Regions from separate parts of the Mus musculus genome. Here region 2 is linked to region 1. Evidence: chromatin contacts called from public HiCAR-type data. All regions are on one chromosome and are shown on one strand. Each heading gives the region's core, a stretch centred on a gene start, on an enhancer-like site or on the middle of the called end of the contact. The rest is flanking DNA. Distances are from core to core; before and after follow the strand shown. Region 1 holds the start of Dpy19l2 (dpy-19-like 2 (C. elegans)). Region 2 holds the start of E130101E03Rik (RIKEN cDNA E130101E03 gene).

Region 1 (2,700 bases), core at 194-2,693:
TAGCCCTTTCCTAAAACTCAGGTTCTATCCTTTTCTAAAAGTCCTCTCTGATACAGCATCTTACATCCACTCTAAAGTATTAACTGTCTCTCCTGAACATTCACTCAGTAATGTGAGCTATTATTTCACTAGCCGCTCAGGGGTAACTCCTGCGTGTAACTCTTGGAACACTGGAACTTGGACTTGGGAAAACAATCCATGTTGATTGTGGACTTGGCGTGGGTCTGCTGGCATAAACATCAGATGGAAATCTAAATATGAATTTCAACTCTTCCTTAATTACTGCTGTTAGCACTTCAATGTGGCAACTCATCTTATTTTTACATCAGCATTCAAATAGGTCAGGATGGGAGGAGGTGACAACAACTTGAATTGAAGTGTTTATATCAGCAGCTAGGCTCAAATACCAGACAACAGCAATATTTGAGTTACAGTAGAAAGCTACAGAAAATTAGAGGAATAAATGGAAGAAGTGCGAAGCCCCCTCCCCCACCCTGAGTTGCTCAGCAGGATGGAAATAAGTGCCTGTCAGCAGGTTTAACATATCTACCCTCCTCCTTCCTCCACTATTGGTGATCTCAGCTAAGGACCTTTTATTTCAAAAAACGAAGAAACCTAATTCCATCCAGATAGTAGACAACCTCTTCTACGCTCTGATTAGGATAACTTTTTGTTGGCGTGTAGGTGACCACTAAGTTGGAAAATCTCGCAAAAAAAAAAAAAAAAAAAAAAAAAAAAAAAAAAAGTTTAAAACAAGAACTAGAAGTCTGAGAATTCCTGGCATGCAATTCTCAGATCTCGCCACCAACTCATCCAACAATCCAAACACTAGTGGACCAAATCTCCAAGACCCAAACAAACCCTTCAAGTCTCTACGCTGGGAGAAAAACCCTGCACAGCCTCGGCTGGAACACTGAGCAGACTCGGCTCACCTAGGCCAAAGAGGGTCCTGTGGGAGAACCGATGCATCTGCAGTGCCTGCACCTTTTCGCGAAAGTGGTCCAGGAGAGTGAAGAGGAATTGGAAGCGGTTAAGAAGAAGGAGCTTGGCGACCTCTTCCAGCTGAAAGTAATTTTGTGCGTTCAGACTTTGGATCCTCCGCGCCGCGTAGTTGCGAGCACCCGAGGGCAGTTTCCTGCCGCCTAGGAGGAAATGCTGCAGCAACGACCACTTCGTTCTCTCCTGGGGCGCGCTTCGCTCCTGCTGGGGCTCCATGGTCGCTGCGCTCCACCTCCTCCTCGCCTGCCCCGTGCAGGAGGATTGTGGCCTGTCGGAGCTCCCTTCCCTGAGCTTACTCCTTGTCGGCCCCACCATCTTCTCATAGCCCGTGATCAGGTGGATGGAGCTGGATCACCGCTGGGCAATGTCCGGGGGGCGGACACACCACCAGGCAGCCTCAACGACCAGCCACCGTTGCGGGCAGCCTCGTCGTCATGGCGACCGTGAAACAAGGATGGCGAGCGTGCAGTCTAGGCAATCTTGCGCTGTCCACGTGCAGCCCAGCCCGCGCGCCCCTGAGCAGGACTTGCAAGAGGTGTAGCCTTCCCCAGGGTCTGGGCGTTGGAGTTCGCCTAGGTTTTCCCCTACAGGACAGAGCTCTTTGGTTAAGTAACATTGTTCTAACAAAATCGCTCAGTTTCTGGCCAGAAGGACGGTTGAGCTCAGAGTGTTCAACAACTCCTAAACAAGAAGCCGCCCTGAACCAAAGAAAGCCAGTCCTGACCTTGCATTCTCTATAGAGGACTATAAAGGCCACCACCACGTTCCAGGTCTTATGTCAGTCTGTTTGGCTGCAGTAAACCCCATTTTGGTTTAGGACTTCTTGAGCTCCCTAACACCCACAATCGCCTTGCCTACCTTGCCTATCTCTGAACACAGATCTTCCCGTTGTTGCAAGTGAGACCCACATCAGGAACCCCGCCCCCCTTCCTGCCCTTCCCTTCCTCCCTCACCCTCCACAAATCCATGCCTCCCCATGGTTTGTCCAGCCGTTTCTTCTGCCTTCTACTCCTGGCCCGTTTTTCTAGTCCGCATTATTTGAGAGCTCACTGGAAGTTCTATTCATCTGCTCCCTGATCTAAATAAACACATGTGAAACAAGTAAGTGCTGTTGCTATCAATTTGTTGTTTTGTAAGATTTTTCTCAAGCGGCATTTCTGCATTCCTGGCACTGTTTGCTGTTTAAGATGTTTTATTCTTCAGTGCATACGAAACAGAAGACCACAAATAGGGTGCTTTGCTCACATTTTGAACAGGTTGTACATTTTGTTTGCCCATCTTTGAGTTTAAAATACATGGTATTGGTGTTTGGCAAACACACACACACACAAAATGTACAATTGAGACATCTTAACTCTGTAGTCCAGATTGATCTCAAACTCCTTCCTTTCTCAGCCTCTCTATCCTAGGATTATAAGTTTTGGCACCATATTCACTTGGCAGAACTCTATTCTTAAATGAATACACAGTGTCTAAATGGAAATCTTATCTTTAGTGTAAGCATTTTAATTCTGTATTTTGTAGCAATCAAGGAAGCATGGGGATTACTGCCACACCCACTCCAGTGAAGTCTGTGTGGCAAGCCCAAAAGCATGGACGCAGCCCTGGGGCAAAAAGTTTCACAGAAACTTAGTCTCCTGGAGTCTTGGCATCCCATAGCATGAATGCTCCAAACTTGTCCTTGCGTTAGTCAGTGCATGG
Region 2 (2,700 bases), core at 120-2,619, 280 kb after region 1:
AAAATAGGGTTTGAAAAATCTCAGCCTACAATACCCTTTATCCATAACTCTACTGACATCCGATGTTAATCTTTATGCACAAAATAAACCCAGATAAAGCAGGCTGCCTCCATCCCTCTGCATTGATGGAAATGTGACCTCTGAACAGAGCAGATAAAGATGGTCTGGAGGAAGGTCATGTGACAAGCATTTGTCAGGGGGCAGCCTGGGCACAGAGGAGACTCCAGAATCTCTAGGGATTCAGAGGATGGTGAGAACTGTTTCCCTAATCCTTGTCCCTGTGACTTGGGGATAGGGCCATCTGTAAGATGGGGCCCAATTGTTACCTATCTTCTCTCTTGGAGCTTAAGCTGTTGGCATCATGATTGGTAACAGATCTCCCAGAATTAATTAGTGTTCTTTTCTATTTTTATCACTGGCTATTTTGTTTGTAGTTTTTCTCAGATTTACACTGTATTCTTTGTATTGGGGGCTTCAGGGATGAGGAGACATGGCAACACCATTAGATCGAAGTCCTAACTTCTGTTCCTCCCATCTGGACCCAGTCTCTACATCTGTACGTGAGCACCCAGATTCATGAGACATCTGAATCCAGGCAAATGCCTCTTTCCCAACCCTCCCTGGTTGCTGCAACCCCCCTCCAGTCTTTGTAATGGCTGGGTGTTGTTTAATTCAGGGAAGCTCTTAGTTCAGCGCAGGGAAAGTAGACACAAGTGAATGGTCAAGAAGAGGGTGCCAGTTATTCAGCTCTGGATCAAAGATCATCCAAGCCATGAAAGGGTTCTATGAAATGAACAAACATGAACTTTTAGTGCCTATGAGAGGAGATGATCACCAAGGTTAACAGCTATAGCAAATGCTAAAACAAAGAGTGAATTCTAAAGGTGTAGACAGGAAAATAGGAAACAACCAAGAAAGGTATTATTCTGAGGGCTGGTAACAGTGGTACAAAGCCACCATCCCTTAATATAAAGGAGCGAAGAGAAAGCTTGGTTTCAGAATAATCAGTTTTTTATTAGTCAAAAGCTACTTTACCTTCATTAAACATATGAGCAATGCTAAAAAGTGTGGTTTATATTATGAGTCCTTGCTTTTAGTGGTTAAGTGGCATCTATTAATTTGATGAGAATTAATTAAGCATTGATTGAGGAATAAGCTAAGTATTTGAGACTGCTGGAGTAGAGAAGTCTGAGGGAAGTACATTGTGGGACTTCTGCTAGGGATGCCTGTGAACCAATGCCAAGTATGCAACCCTGCTCACGGAGGGGGCAATTATATGTCCTTGTTTGGCTCAGGGCTGAAGCCTAGCCTGGCTGGAAGGCAGTTGGCTTCAGCCCAACATTACTGCATGCCTGCCCTCTCGGGCCCCACTTCTAGCAGGTCACCAGATCTGTGTTGCCACCTAGGAACATTTGAGAGAGCTGTGAGCTTCAGAAGGTGAGGCGCTGGGGCCAGGGTTGGGGGCAGGGAAGGCCAGCCAGGCAGGGTGGCTGGAGAGTTTTGACAGCCTAGAGAAGAGCCCCTGGGATCCCATTCTTGCAGACGTGAGCCCCCCAGGCAGGCGCCGGGTGGATAAGCGTGTAGACAGCCCGGCCAGGCCGGCCTGTGACGCTTGCCAGCACCTGCAGATAGCAGGGAAATAATTGGCACATGTTTAAAAAAAAATTAAAAACCTCTTGGATGTGAGTATTTTCTAACAGCATCTGGCGGGAGTGCCTGGAAGGAATTTAATCAGCGAGAGTTGTTTAAATCGGTCTACTCGCTCGGCCCCAGCGAGGCTCCTAATGAACTCGGTATCATGTGCCACCCCTGCCTGCTGAGGACATTCAATTTGTTAATTCTGCAGCTGGTGAGAGAGGTCAGATAGGAAAGTGACGATTGTTTTCTGACGTCCCAACCCCTGCTCACATCTTTCTAATTAATCCTTTTAGGAGACATGGGAAGATTAAGAAAGAGAAAAGGTGAGGGAAACAAGCAGGAGAGAATTTGATGGAAAGTCAGCGCTGCCTTTCCTGGATGGATCTGGCGAGCTGGGGGCGGGGAGAAAACCAAGAGCTGAGAAGGCTGCTAGCTGTACTTCCCACACAAAGAAAAAACAAATACTCTGAAGAGATAGCCCCTTGATACTCTCCCATCGTGGCTGTTTTAAACAGGAATGGAGGGGACATGGTCTCCATCATGGTCTTGGGTAGAACTTCAGGGCGTCATTGAGGTATGAGATCTCCTGAGCAGTGAGAGCCAGGCAGAAACCTATGCAACATGCACTGAAGGGCCTCAGTCATCCCAGTTTTGTGAAAATAGCAATTTGGAAGCGCTGGAGTTTCTCTAGCACTGCAGTCCTGAGTCTCTTGCCTTTTGCTCTGCCTTTTGGATCTATTTTCCCTTCTGCTGGACCTGCTGTTTGCTAATGTGTCAAACCCCTGCGGCCCTCAGCCATAAGTCCGCCTGTCCTTCAAGTTGGGGTAGCCCCAAAAGGTGTGTGTGTGGGGGGGGGGGGAGTAGCCTAGGCTGCCTAGTACTATCTCTCTTAGATGTCCTTGTCACTATTTACAACTTTCAAGCAAATGCCTCTCGAATTGTCTTGATGGATATCACTTCTGGTCCATCAGGGGCAGACACTGGGCACCAAGTATGCATGCCAGTCTACATCCCCAGGAAGCCTCACACCCTACAGAACTTTCACTAATGATTAGACACAGT

What was found. HiCAR-type assays count read pairs that join an accessible place to other places.
Region 2: a contact with region 1 is called in a HiCAR-type map of astrocytes, with 2.6 times the contacts expected there. The contact joins the promoter of E130101E03Rik here to the promoter of Dpy19l2 in region 1. A contact is called at or near these places in 7 of 39 promoter capture datasets (cranial neural crest, embryonic stem cells, frontonasal cranial neural crest and 2 more), 1 of 484 Hi-C or Micro-C datasets (embryonic stem cells) and 2 of 115 datasets of contacts at active chromatin or transcription factors (astrocytes and stem cell-derived neural progenitor cells).

Annotation. Positions count from the first base shown.
Region 1 is chr9:24,694,850-24,697,549 of GRCm38.p6, forward strand. It overlaps Dpy19l2 (dpy-19-like 2 (C. elegans)), which reads right to left and starts at 1,444. Exons shown (of 22, transcript NM_001166207.1): 1 at 933-1,444. The coding sequence starts at 1,314.
Region 2 is chr9:24,972,839-24,975,538 of GRCm38.p6, forward strand. It overlaps E130101E03Rik (RIKEN cDNA E130101E03 gene), which reads left to right and starts at 1,370. Exons shown (of 5, transcript NR_153861.1): 1 at 1,370-1,437; 2 at 1,932-1,961.